2 separate regions of the Macaca mulatta genome follow, and region 1 is linked to region 2. Evidence: chromatin contacts called from public Hi-C data. All regions are on one chromosome and are shown on one strand. The core of a region is the stretch at or near the end of the contact, and the rest is flanking DNA. Distances in the headings are between cores, read along the strand shown.

Region 1 (5,214 bases), core at 2,036-4,535, 180 kb after region 2:
GCCACAACTAGAGCCAGAGGGAGGTGGCTGACTCTTGGGCACTTGAGTTATTTCTTATGCCACAGGTGGTAAGCCATTAAAGGAAATGTCTATGGCAGGGGAGGCTGATTCCAGGTGACTGTGCTTCTAACCCCACTTTAGAGCTATTAGTCCTCTTGCCACATTTTTTTTTATACTCAGAATAATGCAATGACGGTTGCCTAATGGGGTCCATGCTAAGTGTGGGTCCAATATGTAGTGCTCCAATACGCAGTTGCTCAAGAATGCATTTATTCCGATTATAGCTATTCACGAGCTTTAGCTGGAGTCTGGCTATCCCCAAATACCTCCGAAGCTACCCACTTCTTTGGTATGGCCTTTGCTCTGTGGAAAACTGGGGGCAGGGGCATGACATGGTGATGTGCTGGCTCCCATGCCCTCTCTACTTAATGGGTCTGGGTGTGGGTGACCTGGGTGCACACAGACCTCTCTGGAATACACTTGGTCTTAGGCTGGGCACTGTCAAGGGGGGGTTGGGGGGTGATTTTGAGCATGCCTGTCCTCATACTTCAAAGTGACCTGAAGCTTCTCTTACTCTGGGACCTGGGATCTGTCCTGGAAGGGCCAGCAAGGGGTTAAGGGAGGGTCGTTCCCTGCAGGTTCCTCCCCGTTCCCCGCAAAGGGGCCGCTGTTTTTCCCTGAAGACTCAGAGCTCTGTGCCCTGATACCGAGTGAAGGCCTTTAAACCTGAGCTCTAGGTGGGAGGCAGTGAGGGATGGGCACTCTGGGGGTGTGCAGGGACCCCTTATTCTAGGCTCTGGGTTTCAAGGGCAGAGCCATGCCGAGCCAGCACGATGCACACTCCCTGTGCTCATGGTTCTGCTTCTGGTCAAGTGTTTCTGCCTCTCCTGGACAGAGGGGCCCAGACAGGGAAGATCTAGAAGTAGGAAAATTGGCCTCTGGGCACAACATGGGTTTAAATTGCTCACATGACGCCAATTGGCCTCAGACTAACCCAGGCACCGAAGGCCGCCCCCGCAACAGTGCCTCCCTTCCGTGCACTGCGCAGTGCACCGTGTGCTCCTGACCTCTCGGTGGCTGTCTGGAGGGGAGCTGGGAAGACCTCTGTCTCCATAAGGCGGCCTGCTCTTCATCTAGAGGAGATGGAACCTGGCTACCCTGAACACTGTGGGTATAAATACTCTTAGAGTGGGGGGTTCAAGGCAAGTGTGGCATTGCTGCTGGCTGTTGAAAGAGTTGTCCTGTCATCTCGTCTTCCTGTTCCTCTCCCCCTCTGTCCTCAACTCCCTTCTGGTTCATTCTAGGCATCAGAAACACAGCCCACGCAGGTCGGTATGGGAGAAGGGCGACAAGGAAATAAGCCCCCAGCAGTGTGGGGAGGGGCACCAGGGTCAGAGGTGGGGCACGCTGTGCAGATTCCCTATCCATTCTTCCCATCAGCGGCCCGCAGGCCAATGTTAGGGGCCCAGGCTATGCACCCCTGGCTGGGGAAGCCTGCTCACCCAGGGGCTTTGGTTCGAAGATGCTCACTGACTTGTCCCAGAAGCTCTTGGAGCCCACCAAGAAGCTCTTGGAGCACTTACTGAAGGAAGGAGACCACAGCTAGGGGAGCACAGTTCCTACACTGCCCCCATGGCAGGCAACCCCAGCTCCTGGCTCTGGCCTGGTGGGGGCAGTGGTGGGAATGCCACAGTTCCATGCGCCAGGGGCCAGAGAGCATGCTCCTGAGAGTAGGACGGGGAAATGAGGCCTGCCATCACGACTCAGGTCTTTGAGGGGCAGGCTCAAGCTCCACAAGAGATCACCACAGCCACCTAGAACCCCTGGCTCTCTAATGTAAAACATCTTTAAGTCCATCATCCTATGACCTATCAACATGTCTTCCTAAAACATGGCCTCTTTCAACCTCCCCAGGCCTCATCTCTCATCTATAATTAATACGAGGGGATTGGATTGGATGACCTGTAGACCATTCCTGCAAGTCTACACTGGTCTATGATTTTTAATCGATCCTGGAACTACATCTCAAGAACCCACAATGGCTCCCTGAGTCCCACTTTATAAAGTCCAGATCCTTCTGCCTCTTAGTCAGTCCACCTTATAGACTTCCTCCAGCTCTCAGCTGAATTTCAGTAAGGCAGTGTCCTTATTGTCCCTCACTTGTGTCATTTCTTTGGCTCTTGATTCATGATATTTCCCCCATCAAAAACATCCTTCCTGGAAACAGTTTGGCAGATACTCAAAAAGTTAAAGATAAAATTTCCATAAGATCCAGTAATTCCACTTCTAGGTATATACCCCAAAGAATCAAAAGCGGGGACTCAAACAGATATTTGTGCGTGCATGCTCCTATCAGCATGAATCACAATAGCCAAAAAGTGGGAGAAAACCAAGTGCGCATTGACAGATAAATGGATAAAAAAAATGTGGTATAGACACAAAATGGAATATTAGCCAGCCATGAAAAAGAAGGGAATTCTGACACATGAATAAATCTTGAAACCACGATGTGAAGTGAAATATGCCAGACACAAAAAGAAAAATACTGTATGATATCCTGTGTGTGCTATTTGTAGAGTGGGTGAATTCATGGAGATGGAAGATGGAGGGGAGGCTGCAGGGGAGTTATTGCTGTAGGGGAGTTATGGTGGGTACAGGGCTTTTGTTTGGGGTGATGAGAGGGTTTGGTGGGGGGGTGGGGGATGGTCATGGGCATTGTCCAACATTGTGGGTGTGCGGGGTACTGCTGAACTGTGCACTTAAAACTAGTTAAGATGGTGAATTTTATGGTATATTTTACTGCAATAATAATTTGCCGAAAAGAAAAGAAAAGAAAAGAAAAGAAAAACAGTAACAAAACTGTTCTGCCCTCTTCCTCCTCTGTGGCCACTCCCTCCCGCTAGGTCTAGCTCTTTCCTTGCTATACTGCTGGGGCAGGCCTCTGAGCTCCTTACGCATTTTCAGGAAACACCTTGGGGCCGTGCACAGGCTGGTTCCAGAGGAGGACCTCAGATAACTCAACACAATTTTCTTCCTTTTGAAAGAGTGACCCTCTGCAGTCCCCTTCCTGCCCAGGGGCCACCGTTCCCCCTTGGTAGTGGCTGGGAGCCTCCCTGGGGAGCCAGGGACAGGGCGGTGAGCAGTTACATAACCCGCAGGGAGATTTTTTCCATCGGCCCAGGCGGTGCCAGCTTTCCAGCAGCAACCACGGCAGGTAGAGGCGCCCTGTCTGGGCTGGCCGTGCCCGGGCAGGGCAGAGATGCTGCGATCTGGAGCCGCTTAGCATAGCTCAGATTCCCCGCGGCGGCTGGGGGCCGGCCACTTACAGAGCTGCGGGGAAGATCTGCTGTCTCCTGCCTGCCTGGCTCCGGGGAAGGAGGAGGAGGAGGTGCTGGGGGTGAACTGCCAGCCAGCCAGGGGTGACCCTCTGGGGCCTGGGACACCCGAGCTGGCCTTCTCCGGTAACCCACTTATCTGCAGGGCTTGCTTCAGCGTGGCAGCCTCAGACAGGGCAATGCCCGGCCAAGTTCTATCAGGGGATTTAGCAGGGAAAATGAACCCGGGGTGGGGGGTGAGGGCATGCAGGGAAGAGGACACGGTCTGGCAAGAGACACGGGTGATGGTGAAATAATTCCTGACCTGGGTAAAGCTCTTCTGGCCCAGAAGCGAGAGGGAGAAAACCCCAGGCCATTCCCTTTTGTGGCTGTGGCCTGTGCTATTCCCAAGCCTGTCTACCCAGCTCCTTCCTCCCCACAGAAGGAAGCTCCTGGAGCCAGCCAGCTGACGCCTGCTGAATACCTAGTGTGTACCAATATGGTGGTGGGACACAAAGATGACCCAGACACAAGCTTTGCCCCAAGACATCCACGGACACAAGTCTCAGAAAAGAAAAGCTTAAACAGGGGAGCCCAGAAGACTCCATGAAAGGGACACACGGTAAATGTTCAAGGGTCAGAGGAAGGTGAGGTCCCTGGGCTGGGAGATCAGGGAAGGCTTCCTGGAGGAGGCAGATTTGACTAGGAGGAAGAATACACCTGTCAATCCTGGGCCCACTGCCCATGAAGACAATAGTCTAAAAGCACTCATTGCCGGACCTCGTTGTTCCACACTTAATCAGCGTAGGAGGGGGAAATGGAAATGCTGCCCAAGACTGAGGCATGGGGTGGTCTTTGGGAATTTAGGATGGGATAAAGTTAGAAGGGCCTCCCAGTTCATCCCATCAGGGCAGGGCACCCACACTGATGGAGCCATCTGACTGGTGTGGCTCAGAGCTGGGGTCTGTGCACACATTACCTCATTTAAGCTCTACCACAACCCAATCATCCCTCCCAGGACAGAAACTCGGGTGCAGAGACATGTTTTAAATGCTCAAGATCAGCATCGAGACAGCAGTCAATGCTACTGCGCAGGTCTGCTGCTCCTCAGGCCTCAGCGTTGCTGCCTCGGGGCAAGAAATCCTGTCTAGAGAAACGAGATTCAGGGGCACGACCCGCACCTGTCTGCTCCAGATGGCCCAGCTGACCTGATTCGTGAAGCTGCAGGCTGGTCTTGCTCTCCCCTCCTGAGCCACCCACACTCCTAACAACACGGCAATGGCCACTTTTCATGGGAAAGGAGTGACTTTTGTCCAAGGCTCACTCAGCCTCTGCACATCTAGAGTCTCTGACAAGGCCTGCAGTAGACTGCCCATGAGACTTGTAAAAGCCCATTTTGGGCTTTCTCAGGAGCAGGGCTCTCTGTGATTTTGAAGAATATGGCAGTGACGCAGAGGCAGGAAGCTGGGCACTTGGTTTTGCAGGAAGCTCGCTGGTCCCTGGGGGCCTGGAGCGGTAGTTGGCACAGCAATGGCACCCAAGGCCCCCCTCATGATATGATGACGGGACACCTGGCATGCTGCTGTTCTGGGCACCTTCCAGGACTGGCTGAGGATCAGTGGTCATTTTCTTTCCTCTGCTTATTTTTGGATTCAAAAATCAAAATGCTTGTTTATGATCCGGTCATTGGCTGCTCTGTCTCACTGAGCACTTCAAAGCTCCAGAGAGAACCACAGGCTTAGCACTCCTGGAAGCCACGTGTTCCTCCGCCCCACCCAAACTGAACAGTCAGGGCGATCTGGTCTAAGCACTGACTTTGAGGGTATCCCACCTGGGTCCTTGAATGCAATGCTTCAGATTTGCACAGATTGAAAGACCACAGCACAGGGCAAGTGAACAG
Region 2 (5,145 bases), core at 1,750-4,249:
ATCAGATTTTCTGACCTCTAGTCTGGTACTCTTTCTAAGCCTTTCTAAGGGGAAAATATGATACATTTCCCAGACACCTTAAAAATCCCATTTCTGTCTCTTTCGTCTTCCGTTGCCTATTGTGATAGGCCTCCCAAAGTGCTGGGATTACACCCTTTCTCCATTCTCTTCTGTGCTTTCTCGGCTGCTGTCTTCACAGGTTGCTTCTTAGAATGTTTTATACACACACACAAGGTTTCCATGCCCTTTTCAACAAGCCATATTTTAATTTACAATAAAATTATGATGTTATACAACTGCAGCTTATGTGGCCTTACACAGTAAATGTTCAGAATGGCAGCTTCTGTCCTGTCCAATAGGGTTCTGTACTGCTTGGGGCATCCTACTGTCTTCCAAGTCAATAAGTGTTAGGATCTCCTTGCCTGGAGATGATCATGTAAGCAATGTTGCTGATTTCTTCTGGAATGTATGTTACCAAAGGTACTTTTGGTGGGGTGGAGGAAGGGTCCAAATGCCCCTTAAGCCCTAAGTGTTGATTTCTAATTATTTATTAAGCATCTACTATTGTATTAATATGTTATAAGTCTTTTTAATTGCTGGAGGGGGAGAGGGCTTGAGCTCTAAAGGTGGCTAAGATTCATTCCTGCCTTTTCCTTTTAAGAACATATAATTGGCCGGGCGCGGTGGCTCAAGCCTGTAATCCCAGCACTTTGGGAGGCCGAGACGGGCGGATCACGAGGTCAGGAGATCGAGACCATCCTGGCTAACACAGTGAAACCCCGTCTCTACTAAAAATACAAAAACTTAGCCGGGCGAGGTGGCAGGCGCCTGTAGTCCCAGCTACTCGGGAGGCTGAGGCAGGAGAATGGCATGAACCCGGGAGGCGGAGCTTGCAGTGAGCTGAGATCCGGCCACTGCACTCCAGCCTGGGTGACAGAGCGAGACTCCGTCTCAAAAAAAAAAAAAAAAAAAAAAAAAGAACATATAATTTAGCTGAGGAGATGTACATTTCATCTTTTTCTTTTTTTTCTTTTCTTTCTTTTTTTTTTTTTTTTGAGACAGAGTCTCACTCTGTTGCCCAGGATGGAGTGCAGTGGTGCGATCTCGGCTCACTGCAACCTCCGTCTCCCGGGTTCAAGGAATTCTCCTGTCTCAGCTGGGGTTACAGGCACGTGCCACCTGCCTGTTTAATTTTTGTATTTTTAGTAGAGACGGGATTTCACCATATTGGCCAGGCTGGTCTCAAACTCTTGACCTCAGGTGATCCACCTGCCTCAGCCTCCCAAAATGCTGGGATTACAAGCGTGAGCCACCAAGCCCCGGCACATTTCACCTTTTCTAAAGATTATTTTAAGGCCAGGTGCAGTGGCTCACGCCTGTACTTCCAGCAGTTTGAGAGGTCGAGGCAGGTAGATTACTTGAGGTCAGGAGTTCCAGATCAGCCTGGCCAACATGGTGAAACCGCGTCACTACCAAAAATTACAAAAATTAGCCAGGTGTGGTGGCAAGCGCCTGTAGTTCCAGCTACTCCAGAGGCTGAGGTGGGAGAATCATTTGATCCGGGGAGGCAGAGGCTGCAGGAAGCCGACATCGAGCCACTGCACTTTAGCCTGGGTCAAGAGTGAGACTCTTAAAAGAAAAAAGATTCTTCAAAGCCCCCAATGAGTTTCACTGCGGGCCTGATCTCATAATTCTCAATGGCTTTTTTTTTTTTTTTTTAAATCGTATTTCACTGAATATGAAGTGAGGTTAGATCACCATGCCAACCAGTGGCCTCATCAATACTGATGTGTGTGTATTTAAATAATTACGTTTCTCAGAGCCATCAGCTTTCACGCTGTATATGCGTTCATGCCCTAGCAATGCCATGCCCGTTTCTATGCAGTAACTCGCCAGCTTGAGTATATGTTTCTTCGGGACCTGGGGTCAAGGTATAAACTCTCTGACCCTAAGCACCTTGAAAGCTACGAGGCCCAGAAACAGGCCCTGCATGCAAATAAATGCCCTAGGCAGGTCTGCTCGCTGGGTAACCTTCCCGCGCCAGGAGGCAGGGTGGCTGGTGGCGGAGGTCTTCCGGGCCCGGGAGGAAACCTGCGGGCGGCGCGCAGGCGAGCCCCCGCCTCCCGCTCCCCTTCTCCCGCCAGGAGGCTGCCCCTCGCAGCTCGTCAGCCGGCCAAATGCATTCCATAGCTGTGCACAAGACACACTTCTCCAGGCAGTCCTAGAAACCGGAGCCCGGAGCGGAGAGGGCGGGAGGGAGCGCGCGGCCGCCGCTGAGGTCATATTCACGCCGCCTCCCCGCCCTCGGCGGCTGTTCCCCTCAGCGCACACTTCCCGGGGCCTCGGTCCAGTCCCGTATAAATGTCTTTTAAACCGAGACAGCGCTCTCCTCCCCTTGCCCTCCGGCGCGGCCAAGGGATCCGCCGCCAGGGCCTTTAAAACAAAACCAATGAATGAAGCGCTAGAGCGAGCGCGCGCGAGATGGCCACCGCGAAGCCCAGCCGGGTCGAAATCGGGCCACCGACCGGCTCTCTAAGCTCCAAAACTCGCAGCGAAGCCCGCTCGGTGCTCCCTGCTTTTCCAATTTCTCCATGGCTCCCGCCGGGGCTCAATCGATTCTGGGAGCTTCTCTGCCCCCCACCTCTCTCTCCCCTCCGTCGGTACCCCATCTACAGCCCCGGGAGGGGGTGGCGGTGGCGGGGGGTTGGGGGGAGAAATAGCTTTTAGAAACCCGATCTGTTGTTTGCGAAACACAATCGCTTTTTTTTTTTTTTTTTAAAGCGACAGGGTGTCTAGACGGCCACGTGACGAGGCCGGAGCCGGGCGCGCCACTGCGCAGTGGAACCAGCCGAGCAGAGGGCCGGAGGGGGGGTGCGGGGGGGCGGGGAGGAGGCGGCGGCGGCGGCGGCTGGGGGCGGGGGAGGGAAGGGGGAGGAAGGGGGAGGGAAGGGGGCGGGGGCGGGGGCGGGAGGCCTTGCGGGAGGCGGCGAGGTCTGGGCACACTCGCTTGCTGCTCGGCGCACTGAAGATCTTGTCCCCGAGCCGCGCCAGCCGAGCCAGCCGGGCGCCGTGCTCGGTCCGCTCGCCGCGCGGGAGAGAGCTGCCCGAGACAGAGCCAGTCCGCCGCCGCCGAGCCGCCGAACGCCCGGCCCCTGAGCCCCAGAGTGCGGCGCGGCGAGCCCCTGGCGGCGGCAGAAGGACCAGAGCGCCAGGAGAGGGCGGACCGGGGACAAGGAGGCTCCCGGGCGCGACGAGGAGAGTCTCGGAGGAGGAGGCGCCGAGAGGACACCGGGGCCTCCTGCCGCCGCTGCTGGGGCCAGGCGAGCAGCCCATGCGGGGACCCTCGGCGGGCAGCCGCGGCCAGGGGAAGGGACACCGGCGGCCCCCGCACTAGCAAGCAGCTTGTGCCCAGGGGGGGCGAGAACGCGCGACCCGCCTGGGGCCCTCCGCCGCCGCCGCCGCCGCGCCGCCCTCCCCCGCGCTGTCAGCCCCGCCGGGCTCAGCCGCCGCCGCAGCATCTTCTGCCCCTGCGCCCCCGCCAGCCTCGAGGAAGTCCCCGCCGAGGACCTGGGCCCCCAGGAGCGCAGGAGGAAAGACCAGAGACTCCCCTAAACCACCCAGATGCGCAGGATTGAAGCGGTCTAGCCAAAGCTTTCTGTGGATTAAAAAAATACACGATTTTTTTTTTTTTTGGCAGAAGGAGAGGAAGACCAGCGGGGCTTTGCAAGGAAAAAAGGGGGGGATGTAACTCGTGGATACATTTTTCCACCCCTCAAACATCTTGTTATACTTTGTAAACATTTTCTTTTTTTAAACCCCAGCTCCAGCCGGACGCCCCCAGACCTCAGAGGTTCGAGGAGGTGGTGTTTTTCATTTGGGGCTTTGCATATTTGGTTGTTAGGTTTTGCGAGAGCCTTCTTATTTCGCCAGACATCTCATGCGGGGTGAAGTCCACTCGGCCCCCTCCCCTGAGTCTTCGTGTGCACAGAATTCGAGGAGATCCGGTTACTAAGGATATAGAGAAAAAAAATAAATTGCGTGCTTGCTTTTTTTTTTTTTAATTGCCTGCTTCTCCCCACCCCCAAATTAAGTTGCTTAGCAAGGGGGAAAGAGGCTTTTTCCTTCTTCCAGCAGCCCAGCCGAACGCCTTTCGCTTTTTTGCCTCCGCGGACCTTCCATGTAGGAATCCGAGGCTGGCGAGCCCGACATTCGGGAGCCACTGCGGGGGGGCCTCTTTTTGGGGAGGCGCCGACGGGGGCAGGCTCGGCCGTCCCCAGGGAAGCGGCGGCCGGGTTCCTCCGGGGCGCGCCGGGGCCGGAGAGCCGCGCAGGGCGCGGGCCGCGCGGGGTGGGGCAGCCGGAGCGCAGGCCCCCGATCCCCGGCGGGCGCCCCCGGGCCCCCGCGCGCGCCCCGGCCTCCGGGAGACTGGCGCATGCCACGGAGCGCCCCTCGGGCCGCCGCCGCTCCTGCCCGGGCCCCTGCTGCTGCTGCTGTCGCCTGCGCCTGCTGCCCCAACTCGGCGCCCGACTTCTTCATGGTGTGCGGAGGTCATGTTCGCTCCTTAGCCGCCAAACGACTTTTCTCCTCGCCTCCTCGCCCCGCATGTTCAGGACCAAACGATCTGCGCTCGTCCGGCGTCTCTGGAGGAGCCGTGCGCCCGGCGGCGAGGACGAGGAGGAGGGCGCGGGGGGAGGTGGAGGAGGCGGCGAGCTGCGGGGAGAAGGGGCGACGGACAGCCGAGCGCATGGGGCCGGTGGCGGCGGCCCGGGCAGGGCTGGATGCTGCCTGGGCAAGGCGGTGCGAGGTGCCAAAGGTCACCACCATCCCCACCCGCCAGCCGCGGGCGCCGGCGCGGCCGGGGGCGCCGAAGCGGATCTGAAGGCGCTCACGCACTCGGTGCTCAAGAAACTGAAGGAGCGGCAGCTGGAGCTGCTGCTCCAGGCCGTGGAGTCCCGCGGCGGGACGCGCACCGCGTGCCTCCTGCTGCCCGGCCGCCTGGACTGCAGGCTGGGCCCGGGGGCGCCCGCCAGCGCGCAGCCTGCGCAGCCGCCCTCGTCCTACTCGCTCCCCCTCCTGCTGTGCAAAGTGTTCAGGTGGCCGGATCTCAGGCATTCCTCGGAAGTCAAGAGGCTGTGTTGCTGTGAA

The links. A called contact is a pair of places that touch in the nucleus more often than the background predicts.
Region 1: a contact with region 2 is called in a Hi-C map of liver, with 2.9 times the contacts expected there. The contact joins the enhancer-like site here to the promoter of SMAD7 in region 2. A contact is called at or near these places in 4 of 14 Hi-C or Micro-C datasets (cortical neurons, fetal cortex germinal zone, fetal cortical plate and 1 more).

The regions. Positions count from the first base shown.
Region 1 is chr18:43,556,101-43,561,314 of T2T-MMU8v2.0, forward strand. All of the region lies in intron 9 of CTIF (cap binding complex dependent translation initiation factor), which reads right to left. Among named protein-coding and RNA genes, the nearest start is that of MIR4743, 110 kb to the right of the region's middle. Within about 2 kb of position 3,286, at least 3 of the 40 cell types and tissues checked have an H3K27ac peak or open chromatin away from gene starts, as enhancers often do. A contact at or near this core is called in liver, where this site is marked.
Region 2 is chr18:43,375,426-43,380,570 of T2T-MMU8v2.0, forward strand. It overlaps SMAD7 (SMAD family member 7), which reads left to right and starts at 3,000. Exons shown (of 4, transcript XM_015121923.3): 1 at 3,000-5,145. The coding sequence starts at 4,603.